Linked DNA regions of Oryctolagus cuniculus: region 1 is linked to region 2. A link is a contact called in public Micro-C data. All regions are on one chromosome and are shown on one strand. Each heading gives the region's core, a stretch centred on a gene start, on an enhancer-like site or on the middle of the called end of the contact. The rest is flanking DNA. Distances are from core to core; before and after follow the strand shown. Region 1 holds the start of PIGN (phosphatidylinositol glycan anchor biosynthesis class N). Region 2 holds the start of ZCCHC2 (zinc finger CCHC-type containing 2).

Evidence for each region. A called contact is a pair of places that touch in the nucleus more often than the background predicts.
Region 1: a Micro-C map of ear pinna shows a contact between it and region 2, with 7 times the contacts expected there. The contact joins the promoter of PIGN here to the promoter of ZCCHC2 in region 2. A contact is called at or near these places in 2 of 6 Hi-C or Micro-C datasets (ear pinna and an unstated tissue).

The regions. Positions count from the first base shown.
Region 1 is chr10:16,383,724-16,390,914 of mOryCun1.1, forward strand. It overlaps PIGN (phosphatidylinositol glycan anchor biosynthesis class N), which reads left to right and starts at 2,499. Exons shown (of 29, transcript XM_002713621.5): 1 at 2,499-2,719. RELCH (RAB11 binding and LisH domain, coiled-coil and HEAT repeat containing) reads right to left here and starts at 2,329. Exons shown (of 30, transcript XR_011379301.1): 1 at 1,567-2,329.
Region 2 is chr10:16,047,853-16,055,459 of mOryCun1.1, forward strand. It overlaps ZCCHC2 (zinc finger CCHC-type containing 2), which reads right to left and starts at 5,735. Exons shown (of 11, transcript XM_070050075.1): 1 at 4,642-5,735. The coding sequence starts at 5,613.

The DNA.
Region 1 (7,191 bases), core at 1,249-3,748, 330 kb after region 2:
CTGGCTTGGGATGGGTGCAGTTCTGGCTATTGCGGACAATGGGGAGTGAACCAGTGGATGGAAGACCTCTCCTCTCTCTGTTTAACTCTGACTTTCAAATAAATAAATAAATAAATCTTAAAAAAAAAAAAACACAGCAGATAGGAGCATAATTCATTCAGTTTGTTCAATGGCAGGCTAGAGCTGAGCAAAATGTGAGGGATACAGTTACTCAAGAACTATGGAGACAAATAATTGTCAACAAATCAAACACAAACGAGCTAAAGGTGATGATGGAGGTTTCAAAGAAATACAATGGAAGAACCAAGCAACTGACAGGATTTACAAGGTGACATTTGCGATGCGCCCTGATGAAGCACTTAGAGCTTGTAAGGGAAAATCATTAGATAATTTAGAAATCTTTAAAAAAAAACTTACATAACAATTTTGCTACACTGCTCTTTGTCACATTATATGGTTCTTAATGTGAGCAATGAGCAAACCTTTTCCTGAAAAGGAAGATTATCCTACGTACTGAGTAAATTATATATGATGAGAAAACACTACTTCCAAGAGGGAAATGTGCAAAGGATTAATCTTGATGCAGCCTTTGCACTTCCACTGCATCTACACCTACATTTGGCAATTTCTCCGGCATCATTCAATAGTAGAGACAAAAATAATCAATGAGACTGCAGTTTTGAAACTAACATTTGTTAGTAAATCCAGTTGGTCTCTTACAACACACTAAAACATCTCAAGCCATCAGCAAGTGAAAACCGAAGATGCCTACCCAAAGGGGACACTGGAAATCCTATAGTACATCCTTGACATGATCTAGCTTTTTAAACCCTAAAAAACACTTATAGGTATATGAATGGGGTAGATAATTACTCTATTCTGCTAAAAAAATGATTATATCAAGGTAACAAGTAGATTCCTATCTTCTGCGAGAAAAAGCCCTGCAAGGTGGTGGCAAGATGACTGCAGGCAGAACCTGTCTGTCCTGCTCCTTCAATTTCCTGTCATTTTGAACACTACTGAAATCAAGGCATTGCAACTGAATTACACCGACTTTATTTAAACAGAACAAATGTTATGCAGCAAAAAACAAAACAACAAAGACCAGTTCTTGAGTGAGAAAGTCATCCCAAAGACAAAGGGTTTTAAGTGCATTTGACTTTGCAGAGAGAGAGAGAGAGCAAAACATTTCCTATTCGTTTCTCCCTCTTGACTGGGGAGCAAAGAATTACTGCGGGCAATTGAAGGGATACAATTTCCTGGTAGTGACTGTAGAAAAACAAAATGCTTGAAGCAATCAGCCAGTTTCCGAGGGAGACTTCTGGAGACCCGTAACAGCCAGCAGACAAGGAACTCTGGTTGTGTTTATAGATAACGACACCGATAAGGGAGCCAGGCGCAAGTGCAACGCCAGCCAAGGACTGGAGGCAGGCGGAAAAACAATCACTGCCGATCCTCTGGCTCCCGCCCCAAAAGACCACCCCCACAACACCCGCCCAGAAGCACCCCTCTCCCCACAGTAACTCCTTAAATCCTGCCGGAGTGTGGCAGGTTGCTTCCACTTACTGAGCTGTCCCCCGCCCGACGTGGTACTAGGTTCCCGACCTCCAGCGCTTCCAAGGCCGGCTGCTCCAGGGATACCCGGCGCCCCCATCCCCGGCGGGGTCCCACTCTGCCTCTCGAAGTTGCCTGGGTTGGAGAAGTAGTCGCGCAGCCGCGGCAGCTCGCGGCCGCTCTCTAACAGCTCCGTGTGCAGCTCCAGGGCGGTCAGCAAGTATTGATCGCGCAACAGCTGAGCGGCGATCGCGTCAATTGACAATCGCGCTGGGGTCTCCCCGGAGCCCCCCAGGGCCGCCGCCGCCGCCTCCCCAGGGAGCCCTGGCCGCACACTGCTCCCTAAGGCCACGGGATCCTGTGGCGATAGCGAGCCCGCAGAGCCAGGATCCAGGCCACCCCCGGCTCCTAGCCGAAGTCCTGCCCGCCGCTCCTCGGTGGCCGCTACCTCTTCGTCGTCCTCGTCTGAATCGCTGAGGAATGGATTCACGCCGCCGCCACCACTACCACTACCTCCAGGCGCCATCGCCGCCATTTTATCCTGTCAGGATTGTGGGCGCCTCCCTGACTCTGACAGGCCGCAGCCTGAATCCACTCTACGCCTCAGCGGGCACTGCGCACCTTCACAGCCCTGGCCTGACTACGTCCCGCCTCCACACTTGGAGATCCGGCTCAGGCTCGCAGGCAAGAGGTCCGGATGCAGCAGCACCAGCTGCCTGAGCCGCCGCTGCACCAGCAGCCGGGCTCTGCAGGCGTCTTCCTGGTCTCCAGTATCGCGAGACCTGGCGCGTGCCCAGCCTCTCTCCCTGCCTTGGCCCCGCCCCAGCACGCCTCTGCCCCGCCCCTTCTCAGCGCCAGAGAGCAAAGATTGAAAGACCCGCTCCTCGCTCAAAAGGAAAACCCCGCCCCTAACTCCTCCGTGATTGGCTGGAGTGCCTGGGGGCGGGGCCTGGCCCTAGAATGATCGCGAGAGCAGCTACGGCCCGGTAGGAGTAGGGGGCGTTCCATGGTTAAAGCACAAATGCGGTGGTGGGTGACGGAGAGCGTCTTTTCTGTCGTATCGCGGGGCAGAAAGCCTTGCCTGAGAGGTTTAATGCGCTGGGTGCTGCCTTGGCGCTGAGGAGGCCTCGTTCCTGAGCTCTGGGCTGTACCGGAAAGGCTCCAGGTAAAGTCCAGGGAGCGGTGCGATGAGGCGCGGCGGCGTGGAAACTGGCCCCGCGCCTCGCTGCCCCCTAGTGCGCTGCACTTCCTCGCTGCCTGCTGCCCGTGGGCATCTTCTCGGCACAGGTAGCGAGTGCTCGGGGCCGGACTCGGAATTTGGCTTTGCCCGGGAGGCCTGGCGACAGCGCCTTCGGGGCTCGGGCTTGGTCCTCTGGGATGGGTGGGTGGTGCGGAGGCCACACCGGGTAAGGAGTGCTCAGGCCTGAATGTGCCTGGATCTGTGAACACCGTCGACCTGGACAACTGTCAGGTGCGCAGTAAGCACTTCGTAAGCACTGGCCCAACAGCAGCTCTTCAAAACTGCCAAATGCTGTCCCACCCTTAGGGAGAGAAGTAGGCTTGAGCCTGTGGAGGCCAATGACCGAGTCAGGTCAACCCCTCTAATGAATGTTCCAAGGAACTGACATCGGTTGTGAACGTCTAAAGCCATTCTCTCTCCTTTATGCCCCGCAGTCTGTCTCATTCGGTCATGTAAGCGAGAACCGAGGTTTTGATTTTGGAACATGGCTTTTAAAAGTTGGATGCTTTAAGGGGTTTTGATTTCCTTTATCAAACATTAGCACATAAAATAAATTTGGAAGGACAGAGTTTACCTTTTTTTTTTTTTTTTTTGGTAAAGATCTATTTATTTATTAGAGTTACTGAGAGAAGAGAGAGAGCTTCCATCTGCTGGTTCACTCCTTATATGGCTGCAACGGCCAGGGCTGGACCCAGCAGGAGCCAGGAGCTTCATCTGGTCTTGCATGTGGGTGGAGAGGCCCAAGCACTTGGCCCGTCTTCTGCTCTTCCCAGGCTGTTAGCAGGAGCTGGATCAGAACTGAAGGGCTTGAGTCTCCACCCAAGCCGCGGCTTTACCACAAACGCCAGCCCCTAAACTGTTATTTCTGATCTCTTCTATTTTCTTCACATATGAATTGCCAGCATTGCAAATTTTAAATTTCTTACTGTGTAGCTACTAATAATCAAAAATAAATAGACAGAAGTAATGCTGACTCTCATATTAAATTGAAGCAGTAAGTTATCTCCTTTAGGTCTGTGGAGAGATTAAAATAGAGCATTCTTATATAATCTTAGGTCAGGTTATTGGTTTACATGTAAAAGTATGCCGATAGGTAAGTGTAGCCTTCAATTTCAGTTTACTCAGGCTCAGTAAACTAAATTTCATTTGAATGAGATTTTGGGGGTTTTATTTCTTGCTAGAAGTTCTTTAAAAATAGTAGCAAGAATTTAAAAGTATTTTTTATGAAATATTAGCTTCTGATGTTCTTATGCCAAATATTTTTCTGTGCTATTATTGAAGAAAGACTTCAAAAAGAGAAAATGAAATTAGGGAAATAGTTTCAAAATGGCCAATACTATATCCTGTTACGTATTTCTTAACAAAAGGAATTACCAAGCCTTATTTTAATTGAGTTTGCTGGGGAGATTAAAAATGAAGCCAATTTCTGGAACAGAGGATTGAGTAGTGAATGGAATGGTAATGGCAGGATTAAAATGGGATTGTTTATATAAAATATTTCTGTCTCCATAATGGGGAATCTTAGAAATCTCCTGCAGTTAGGATTCCTAAAGAGGATTGCACTTATCAGCAAGAACCTCAATTCATATCCCAACCCTGTCAATTATTTGTTGTATGAGACCTCGAAAAACTACCTGATTGCTCCCAGCCTCACTAGCACACATTTGTCGAAGAGGGTAGTGAAAGTATTCAGAATTATGAGTATTCTGGTCATGATGCCTGATAATGTGGTATGCAGTAAATGTTGCTATGGGCAATTTTTAAAAAGATTTATTTGTTTGAAAGGCAGAGTTAGAGAGAGAGGGAGAGACAGAGAGAGATCTTCCATCCACTGACTCAGTCCGCCAGTGAAGCAGTGGCCAGGGCTGGGCCAGGCCAAAGCCAGGATCCTAGAATTCCATCTGGGTCTGCCACGTGGGTGTGGGGGTCATTTGCTGCTGCTTTCCCAGGCCATTAGCAGGGCGCTGAAGTGAAGCAGCAAGGACTTTGTGTCCATATGGGATGCCAGGATTGCAGGTGGTGGCTTAACCTGTTATGCCACAATGCCAACCCCTATGGGCAATTCATAATTAATGAAATGTTAGTATATATTGAGAATACTTGAAAGGTTCTTAAACATAAATACCAACTGTTGCCATAGGAAAAGTCTGGAAAAGTAATCAAGTGAGTAGGTCTAATTTTCGGACTGAGTATGCAAATTGACAATAAATTTAAAATTTTTTCTTAGAGACTTATAAAAGTTAGACATACAAATTTTTAGATGACATATCTAAATACAAACCTGTAGTTTTCTCCTTCTATTTGCTGTCCTGTAACTGTGAACTTGTTATGTGACCTTGTAAGCCTGTAAGAAATCAGCTGGCGAGTCTTCCCAGCAGGTGCTTTCCCCCACTCTTCACAGCACATAGAGGTTTGGTTATCAATTAAAAATGTATAAGACGTAGCACACACACTAGAATAGTAATTGCTGATCTCTACTTATCTTAATTTATTATTGATAGTGTTGGGGAAATTTCCTTGCTAACCTAAGAAGATTTGCATTAATCTAGGCTGTTACAGCTAATGTGTCATCTGAATAATAAGCATAGTCATTGAAGTTTGTACCTTACAAATGAGAATATAAAATGTTTTCCCCACAAACATTTTGGTATTATAGTGTTTAAGAAATCATTTTTGGGTTTAATAATTTTTACTTTCAATTTTTTAAAAAAAGATTTTATTTATTTATTTGAAAGAGTTAAAGCAAGAGTGGGAAAGACAGAGAAAGAGAGAGAGATCAATCTCCCATCCACTGGTTCACTTCCCAGATGACCACAAAGGCCAAGTCTGGGCCAGGCTGAAACCAGGAAGCTGGAGTATCTTTCAGATCTCTCTGGGTGGCAGGGGCCCAAGCACTTAGGCCATCCTCCTCTGGTTTTCCGAAGTCATCAGCAGGGAACTGGATTGGAAGTAGAGCATCCAGGAATCAAACCAGCTGCCCATATGGGATGCTGCCGTCCCATGCACTGTCTTTATCTGTTATACCACAGTGCCAGCCTGGCTTTAATAATATTTACATAACCACAAATAACAATGTTAATACAAATTTGGATTTAAAGTTTTAGTAAATTCTGCCGGGCGCTGTGGCTCAATCCTCTGCCTTGCCGCGCCGGCACACTGGGTTCTAGTCCCGGTCGGGGCGCCGGATTCTGTCCCGGTTGCCCCTCTTCCAGGCCAGCTCTCTGCTATGGCCCGGGAGTGCAGTGGAGGATGGCCCAAGTGCTTGGGCCCTGCACCCCATAGGAGACCAGGAGAAGCACCTGGCTCCTGCCTTCAGATCAGCACGGTGCGCTGGCTGCAGCGCACCCGCCGTGGCGGGCCATTGGAGGGTGAACCAACGGCAAAAAGAAGACCTTTCTCTCTGATTCTCTCTCTCACTGTCCACTCTGCCTGTCAAAAAAAAAAAAAAAAGATTTAAAAATAAAGTTTTAGTAATATCAAATGTGTGTGTGTGGTAAATATTCCACAGTTATAAGGTAGACAGCTTTTATAGGTATATGGATATGTCTTTTAAAATTTTGATAGTTATGCATTTCCAAATGAAATCATGGCAAAAATTTTTTCTTTAAATAAATATGAATGAAATATGGTTATCTTTAAAGAGAACCATTGAGTAATAGCATTGTTTAATATACATGTGCTTGGCAATAATAAAATATGTAGTATGTGAATGTTGTTATTTTGCAATCACTGCAATTTTTTTGTATATTAAATTACTTAAGCGTAAAAGATGTAAGCTTTTGTTTGTTTCTAAAGTATGTGAACCTTAACTGGTCTGATTCTGGAGAAACAAAAAGATAAACAAGACAACCCCTAGTGGCTGTAGTGTATATTGCATTTACCTTTGAAATGGCAGTTCTAATAATTTATTCAGCAAACCTTTGAGTCTGCCCTAAGCATTTAGGACTGTGATGGATGTTGGAGGTGCCCTATCCTGCTGTCATGGAATTAGGGTGAAATGACAGAGACAGTTGTTAGTCCAAATAGTCAAATATGTAGCTTCTTAATTACAGACTAAAGGCTTTGGTTTCTGAGTTAGCCTTCATAATCCCTGAGGAAGTGAGACTTAAAAGGACATATTAGAGTCAGTGGGTAAGAGGCTGGAAGGAGAGGTTGGAAGCTCACTCTGTGTAGAGGAATTGTAGCTAGGAGAATCTTCCAGTGGTGGGGAGCAGGGGTACTTGAAGAAATAGAGAAAGGCTAGCGAGGTGAGATACCATACAGCAAGGAGTGCTGTGAGCAAGATTAGAAGAGGCAGAGACCAGTCCCTGCGAGATCTTATTAGTCATGTTAAGGATTTGAATCTTAATTAGGATGGGAACTAGCACTACAGGGTGTTATCCAAGGGATGAGATGTT
Region 2 (7,607 bases), core at 4,485-6,984:
AACTTCCACTTTGACCATGGCCTTGTCTAAATATGATCAGAGTCGGTGAACTCAGGGGGCTTCCATAGCCTTGGCAGCTCATAACAAGAGCCTAGGGTGATTACTGATGCCATAAACAAGAGTGTCAATTTGTAAAGTCAACAACAGGAGTCACTGTGCACTTACTCCTCATGTAGGATCTCTGTCCTTAGTGTGCTGTACATTGAGATTTAATGCTATAACTAGTACTCAAACAGTATTTTTCACTTTGTGTTTCTATGTGGGTGCAAACTGTTGAAATCTTTACTTAATGTATGCTAACCTGATCTTCTGTATATAAAGAGAATCAAAAATGAATCTTGATGTGAATGGAAGGGGAGAGGGAGTGGGAAAGGGGAGGGTTGTGGGTGGGAGGGACGTTATGGGGGGGAAGCCATTGTAATCCATAAGTCGTACTTTGGAAATTTATATTCATTAAATAAAAGTTTAAAAAAAATGGAGAGACTTGCTAAGCCAAGCAATTGAGCTGTGAAGATCCTGAAACACAATCTCGAGAACAGCCATTCCAATTGTATTAACCACTAATCATGACTATAACAGTGTACACATTTCATCTTTCTTACATTTTTGTGTTGCTAGTTGGGGGACAGATGCACAAAATTGGAACATTAATCTTCATGATGAAAAAAAGTACCTTTAAGAAGCAAAACAGAAAGCTATCATGTCTTGTTTCATGTCTTTTCAACAAAACTAGCATCTTTTAAAATATTTCTCCTTTTGTGTGTGTGTGTGTGTTCCTAACACACATTAGTTTGGCTTCCTGACAACCAGTGTTGGGCTGGTGTTGTGGTACAGGGGTTAGCCACCATCCACAATGCCAGTTCCACATCACAGCAAAGGTTTGAGTCCCTGCTGCTCTGCTTCCATCCAGTTTCCTGCTAATGCACCTGGGAAGGCGATGGAAGATAGCCCAAATACTAGGACCTCTGTCATCCATGTGGGAGACCACAATGGAGTTCCTGGCTTCTGGCTTCAGCCTGGCCCAGAATAGCTGTTGCAGCATTTGAGAAGTGAACCAACAAATGGAAGATGGATCAATTGATTGATCTGTGTGTCTCTGTGTGTGAGTGTTCCCCTCTCTGTTGCTCTAGCAAATAAATAAATTTTTTAAAAAGATTGCAGGGGTGAGGGGTAAGGGTGAGTGTTTGGTCTGGTGGTTAAGCTGCTGCTGGTTGGGATGCTCACCACCCATATTAGAGTGCCAGGATTCAAGTCCCAGCTGCACTACAAATTCCAGCTTCCTGCTGACACAGACCCTGGGAAGCAGTGTGATGGCTAACTGGGCTCCTGCCAACCAAGTGGGCTATATGGACTGAGTTCCAGCTTCATAGTGTCAGCATGGCCCTGCCTCAGCTACTAGCATTTAACCACAGATGGGATCCCTCTGACCCGTGCTTCTCTAATAAAGTAAATAGCAATTTATAAAACCAATGTTTTCAGCTATGCACTACATGCAGCCCGTAACTGTATAACACAGACCCACATCAACCATCCATGTTTCCAAACACACTGCTGATGAATGTTCTCCCCAGTGCTCGGGACCTATTTGTTGAATCTCAAGCAAGTTACTAGCAGTGCGTGGCAGCTCTGAAGAACATGAAGCTCACTTACAGTTCTCCTAAGAGGAATGCCAACATTTAAGCTGTAGTCTAAGGTAACGACACAAAATAACCCACATCACACAGGAAAACTCTTGAAACCTAATTTTTCAAAGCCAAAACATATTTGTTCAATCTGCCTCCGTTTTCACATTCCATACCAGTATTACAGTGGTGATCTGTGGACTTGTCACTCAACTATCAACACTGAAATTATGACAAGTCACTAACCAGGTGCTGGCCCTGAGCAACTCCAAAGCATACATTCTACCTATTCATATTCCTTTTTTCTTTTTTTAAGAAAGGCTGACTCATATTACTTACTGATACAAACCCCGGGGGAGCAAGGAACACTATTCCAGGCTGTTTTACTTAAAATTTAAAGAGAAAATTAGTTTTGCATTATCCAATTGGTAGAGAAAAAGGCACGCTGTTTGGAGCACCAAAGACCTTCACTCAGCATGACGAAAATGAATGACTTGCAGGCAATAAATAAAGGCGCATACTTGCGCCTGAAAGGTTACTTCCGGGGCAATAAATCGCCGCCACACGCGTTTCCCACTCCCGGGGTCGCTATCACTGCCAGCGGCCCCAGAGCACGGCACTCTCGGCTCTGGTCCGGTTACCGTCCGCGACGGCCCGCAACCCGGCCTCCGGCCGCACTGCCCGGGGACTCTCGAGGGCTCCCGGGGGCCCGGCCGCTCAGCCCGCCCACCCGGGGGCGGGGCCGGGCGCCAGTCACGTGGGCCGCGCTGCGGCCGCCATTTTGCAGGGCGGGGGAGGAAGATGCCCGCGGACTGGCTCAGGTCGCCGTCTGCCTCTCGCGACGGCGGTCACGCGGGGGACGCGAGAGCCCGGGACTCCTCCCTGCAGGCGCAGAGGTGGGCCCCCCGCCCCGGGTGCGCCTCGGCGGCGGAAGCCCGGCAATGGCTGGGCTGGGCTGCGGCCAGTCGGGATTTCAATCAGCCCACCCGCATCTGGAGTGACAGGCCGGGAGCAACAAGGTCCGCTAAAATGCCTTTCAGGCCAGCGCGAGCCACAGCCGGGGAACTCGGAGGCCACTCTAATAAGAGAAAAAAACAATGGGCCGGAACGATCTAAGGAGACACAGACGGTCCGCTGCGGAACCCCGAGCTGCCCTAGAGTCCAGAAGCAGCCTCGGCCGCACCTGCAGTAGGCGTGCCCCCACGGCTGCACCCCCACCTCAGCGCAGGGCCAGGGCCAGGGCCGCAGCACAGGCCACGTCCTGGGAAGTTAAGATGTGCTGGAATGAATGGCAGGAGGCCTGGCCTCGCCTCGTCCACTCCTCCTGGCACTCAGTGGCCGCCAGTAAAGGCCACGCACTGCAGTCCAGATAAAAACCTCATTACTCTGGCTCGCACGCACGTCTCCCCTTCATCTAGCCGCCTCACAGCGCCGGCATTAACATCGAAATCTACAGGGAAAGAAATCGGAAATAGTGGGGTATGCTTGCAGGAGTGGTGCGCGTGGGCCACACAAGCTGTGCCACGGTGGGGCACTCCTCAGCCCTACAACCGAAGGCTAGCTTTGCCAGGCACACGCCACTGCAAGGAAAAACTTAAACTACTGAAGCACTGTCCCCCAGCCATGCTTCTCCTCTGAATGTAATGGTGTGCGGCACGTATCTTTTTGGATGTGTTTTAGTGAGTAGGCTAGGCTTTTAGCTGCATGACACACGTGTGTATGCCAGTAGTAAACGGGCCCTGAGACAAATCTTTCAATCTCTCCAAGAAAACCCTCAGTGACTGCACCTGAGTCTGATAAAATACGTCCTCAAACACCTCACTCACTCCGCTGACGCGTCATCCCGCACCCAGGGGCTCCGTCTGTATTATCCCAGCCCCCGAACACACCGACCCCATGGGTTTTGAGCCCACACAGCCGTTAGTGACACGCACGGCTCAACGTCCGTTCTCGCGTACTGCAGACGAAGAGGCGCCGCACGAGGAAGGGGAGAATCCCTCTCCCACTGCAGCATCCCGGCATCACCTAGGTGGAAAGCGAGGCATCCGAATCGGCACCTTTCAACACCACCGGGCCACGACAAGGAACCCGCTCAAACAGGCTGCCCGCTTCTCCGCTCAGCTGTCGCCTCCCAAGGGCCTTCAGGGCCTCGGCCATTTATTACTCGTTTGCTTTCGTGACTATAAAAATTCATCGCCTCTATTTAATGTCTGCGACAAGTGGCTCGTCTGGATTCTACCGCGTTCCGGGGTGTCCGAAGCCCTTGGAGAGAGCATCACTGCCTACAGCAGCAGGGCCCAACAGACACCCCCACCCCCATCTGCAGGCATACACCAAACCCCACAGCCAGCGCAGGAGGGCGCGACCAGGCCGCCCTGAAGGGCTTTCCTCACCCAGACTGCCCGCTTCACCACTCCCCTCAACTCGATTCCCGGGTCTGCACGGCAGATTTCTCCAGGGAGCACAAGTTCTCCGAACACGACCCCCTCGGCTCGGCACACGTGGGGGACCAGGGCGAGGCAGAGCCGGTGCGCCGCAAGGCCAAGGCTCTGCCGGGGCGAGGCTGCGCCTTGCCCAGAGCCTCCTGGGCGTCCGCACCTGGTGCCAAGAGATGCTCAGAGCCCAGCACGTCCCGAGACCCTTCCTCCGAGAGGGGCCCCCGAGCTGGGAGCCCCCAGTCCTCCATGGCAACTCCGGCCCGGAAGACTTCTAGAGCCTTCTGTGATGGCGGGTGGCGGTGTGTGCACCGCCGGGGCGGGGGGGGGGGGGGGGGGGAGAACTGGGTGGCCCAGCAAACCCGAGAGGAGTACTCCGGGGCCAGGGATTCCGAGCCACCTGTGCGGGGCTGCAGCTCGGCCCGGGGGCGTCCGAGAGCGAGGCCGCCGAGGCACGGCCCGCACCACGAGTCGCTGGGGAAACCAGCAAGGCGGCGGAGGCGAAGCCATGGTGAAGAGCAGCACGGGTCGTCCAGGGCCCCGAAGCCGGGCCGAGCCCGCCGCCCGGCCCGGAGCGCGCTTACCTGGGTCCTGGAGCCGGCAAAGTTGCACGGCTCCACCTCCGCCTCGTCCGGGCCGCCGCGGAGCGCGGTGCGGAGTCTCTCCAGGTGCTCCCGCAGGGTGACCCGCTGGTGGAAGGAGAAAGCCGGGTGCAGCGAAGCCATGGTAAAGAGCAGCAGCAGTTCCTCCTGGGCCCTGAGGCCGAGCCCGCCACCGGACCGGGACTCGGCGCCGCCGCCGCCTTCCGGGCCAGAGCCGTCCTTGTCGGCGTCCTGCTCCCCGTCGCCGTCCGCCCCGCGGGGCTCGTCCTCCGCGCCGCCCCGCGAGCCCTCGCCCCGGGCGGTGCGCAGGCTCTTGAGCACCGAGTCCACTTGGGGCAGCAGGCGGTGCAGACGGCCGGCGGCCTCCCGGTTCTCCGAGCCCAGCAGCGCCAGGTAGACGATGAGGCGCGAGCGCACGGCGGGCTCTCGGAAGTCGGCCAGCGGCCCCGGGTCCGAGAGGCCGTTGGCCTTGGCCTCCGAGTCGCGCAGGTAGTGGTAGTCCTTGCGCGCCAGGTCCTCCAGGCACGAGCCGAGGAAGCGCAGCTCCAGCGGGTTGCACAGGTCCAGCAGCCCGCACATGAACTCCAGGCGCTGCGCCGAGCCCAGCACCAGCCCGAACCACTCGTACACCCGCTCCTGCTCGCGCAGCGCCGCCGCCGGCCCCCCGCCGCCGCCCGGCATGCCCGTCCCCGCCACCGCCGAGCCGCCAGCAACAGGCGGCCCGAGCCCCCGGGGCGGCGGCGGCGGCGGCGGTGGCGGTGGCGGCGGCGGCGGTGGCGGCGGCGGGGGGCCCCGCGGTGGGCCCGCGGCAGGCGGCGGCGGCGGCGGGCGGCAGTCGCGGCGGCGGCGCGGCGGTGCCTTCGCGCCCGGCCGCGCGTCCGCCTCAGGCTCCTCCGCCCCGGGCGGCGGCTCCGTTGGGTGCGTCGGCTTCAGCGGCAGCTTCATCCTCAGCATCCTCGGCTAGGGCGGCGCGGACATGCGAGCGGGGGCGGGCGGGAGGGGCCGAGGCGGCGGCGCGGCCGTCAGGAGCGGGGCCCCTCCATGCCGCCGGGGGAGGGCCGGGGCCGGGGCCGGGGGTGGGTCTCGGCCGGCGAGGGGGGCGGCGGCCGGCCGGCGGGGTCGCTGGCGTCGTCTTCCCGGGCCGGAGGCGGGGCGTGCCCGCGGCGGCTCCTCCCCCTGGGCTCCGCGCCGGCTCCGGGAGCTCGGGTGCGGGTGAGAGCGAGTGAGCGAGCGAGTCCTCCTTCCGCCTCCCTCTCTCAGTCGTCCGCACCGGGCTGGGGCGGCGGCTCCTGAGCGGTTTCCTCACGAGCCGGTGAGGACCGAGCGGCTGCGAGAGGAGGAGGAGGAGCGGCCCGGCGGGGCGGAGAGGCTGGCGGTTCCGCGCACCGCGCCTCAGCCTATCAGCGCCCGGAGCTGACGGTTACGTAGCCCTCCCCGCCCCCAGGGACCGCCTCTCGCAGGGAGGCCACGCCCAACTGCTGCCCGGCCGCCTCCCTCTGTGGGGCTTCCTCGCGGTCCTAGAGGTCTGGGCTCCCTCACGAGCTGGGAGGACGCGCGGGCTGGGCTCGTGGGGTGGCGGCGGCGAGGTGAGCGGGCCCCCGGGGAGAGGCGGGAAGCCGGCGAGGTGGCCTTTCGCCGGGCGCCGGCTGGGCTCTGACTGCTGGCCTCCTCTGCTCTGCCGGTCGTGGCGTGGGCCGCCGCACCTGGGCCCGCGCCGTCCTGGCCGCCTGCGCGACGGTGTCGGGGAGCGGCGACGTCGCCGAAGTGCGGGCCCTGACCTCGGGCTGCGCTCCTTCAGGTCCCGCGCCGCGGGTGGGCCTTCCGGAGGTCCGCCAGGCGGCTCCTACCCGGTAAAACTTCGGAAGGTCGCCCGGAGGAGCGCGCGCCCGGGGCAGCGGTCGCGGCTGTGGGGGCGCAGGTGGGCACGCGGCCCGCAGGTGCGGCGAGAACGCGCGGACGGCGGGTCCCGGCCTAACGGTTCGCTCTTGGAAAACTACCCGCGAGTGTTTCGGGAAAAGCCCCCCTAACGCCTTCATCTTTGGGGGATCATCTCTGCGAAATAACGAACGTTTGGAATCCTTGTTCCGGTTGCAAATTGCCTGTTACTTCAGGTTTAATAAGCTACCACCTTGACAGGCTTCAAACTTTTTTTTTTTAAGTTGTTTAAAGACCCCCCAAAAAATGTCTGGCTCTTGCACTGTTGCTTTTATATATATATATATATATATATATATATATATATTTTTTTTTTTTTAAAACAAAGCGGGGTTTTTTGAAGGTTAACAGAAAAGGTGGGTTTTTAAAAATTAATGTAAGTTAAGTCCTACAGTAATAGAGTGGGAGTGCATAGGAAAACAGGACTCTTTCCCAGGGTGTTCAGACATGTGTTCAGCACGTGCTGAACCTTCTATGTATCTCACAATTTGATGCCCGCAGAGAATTATAATTCGGAAAAAAAAAAAAAACCTGAAGTGAATCCTAAATCCGTATCAGCAATAAAAAGGGCAGATGGAGAATTCTGTTCACATTTTGGTTTGGTAAAATACACGAATGCCATGTTGCATGTGACTGGTCACTCCCCTGTATTCTTTGGGTGTAATTTACCATTGAGAAGGCATTGGAAGACTTACTCATGATGCTGCCCCTTCCTGCTGTCAACCTCCACGGCCCTAAACTCTTTTGCTGTGGTCTTCCCATTTCTACATTTCTAAAGCTTTAGGTGGACTACTTTGGGCAACCAGTAAGCACACCTACCATGCTCGGTGTGCACAGGTCCAGGTAGCCGCCTGTCTACACAGGGGTGCTTTGTTTTGTGGAGCCAATGCTTTACCTCTCTTTCTTTTTCCCCATTTTCCTTGGCAACAAGAAGCCATTTGGTATGAACATTCCACAATACTCAACCCATGAATTTTATATCAAAAGCAGATTTGCAATCAATAATGATGACT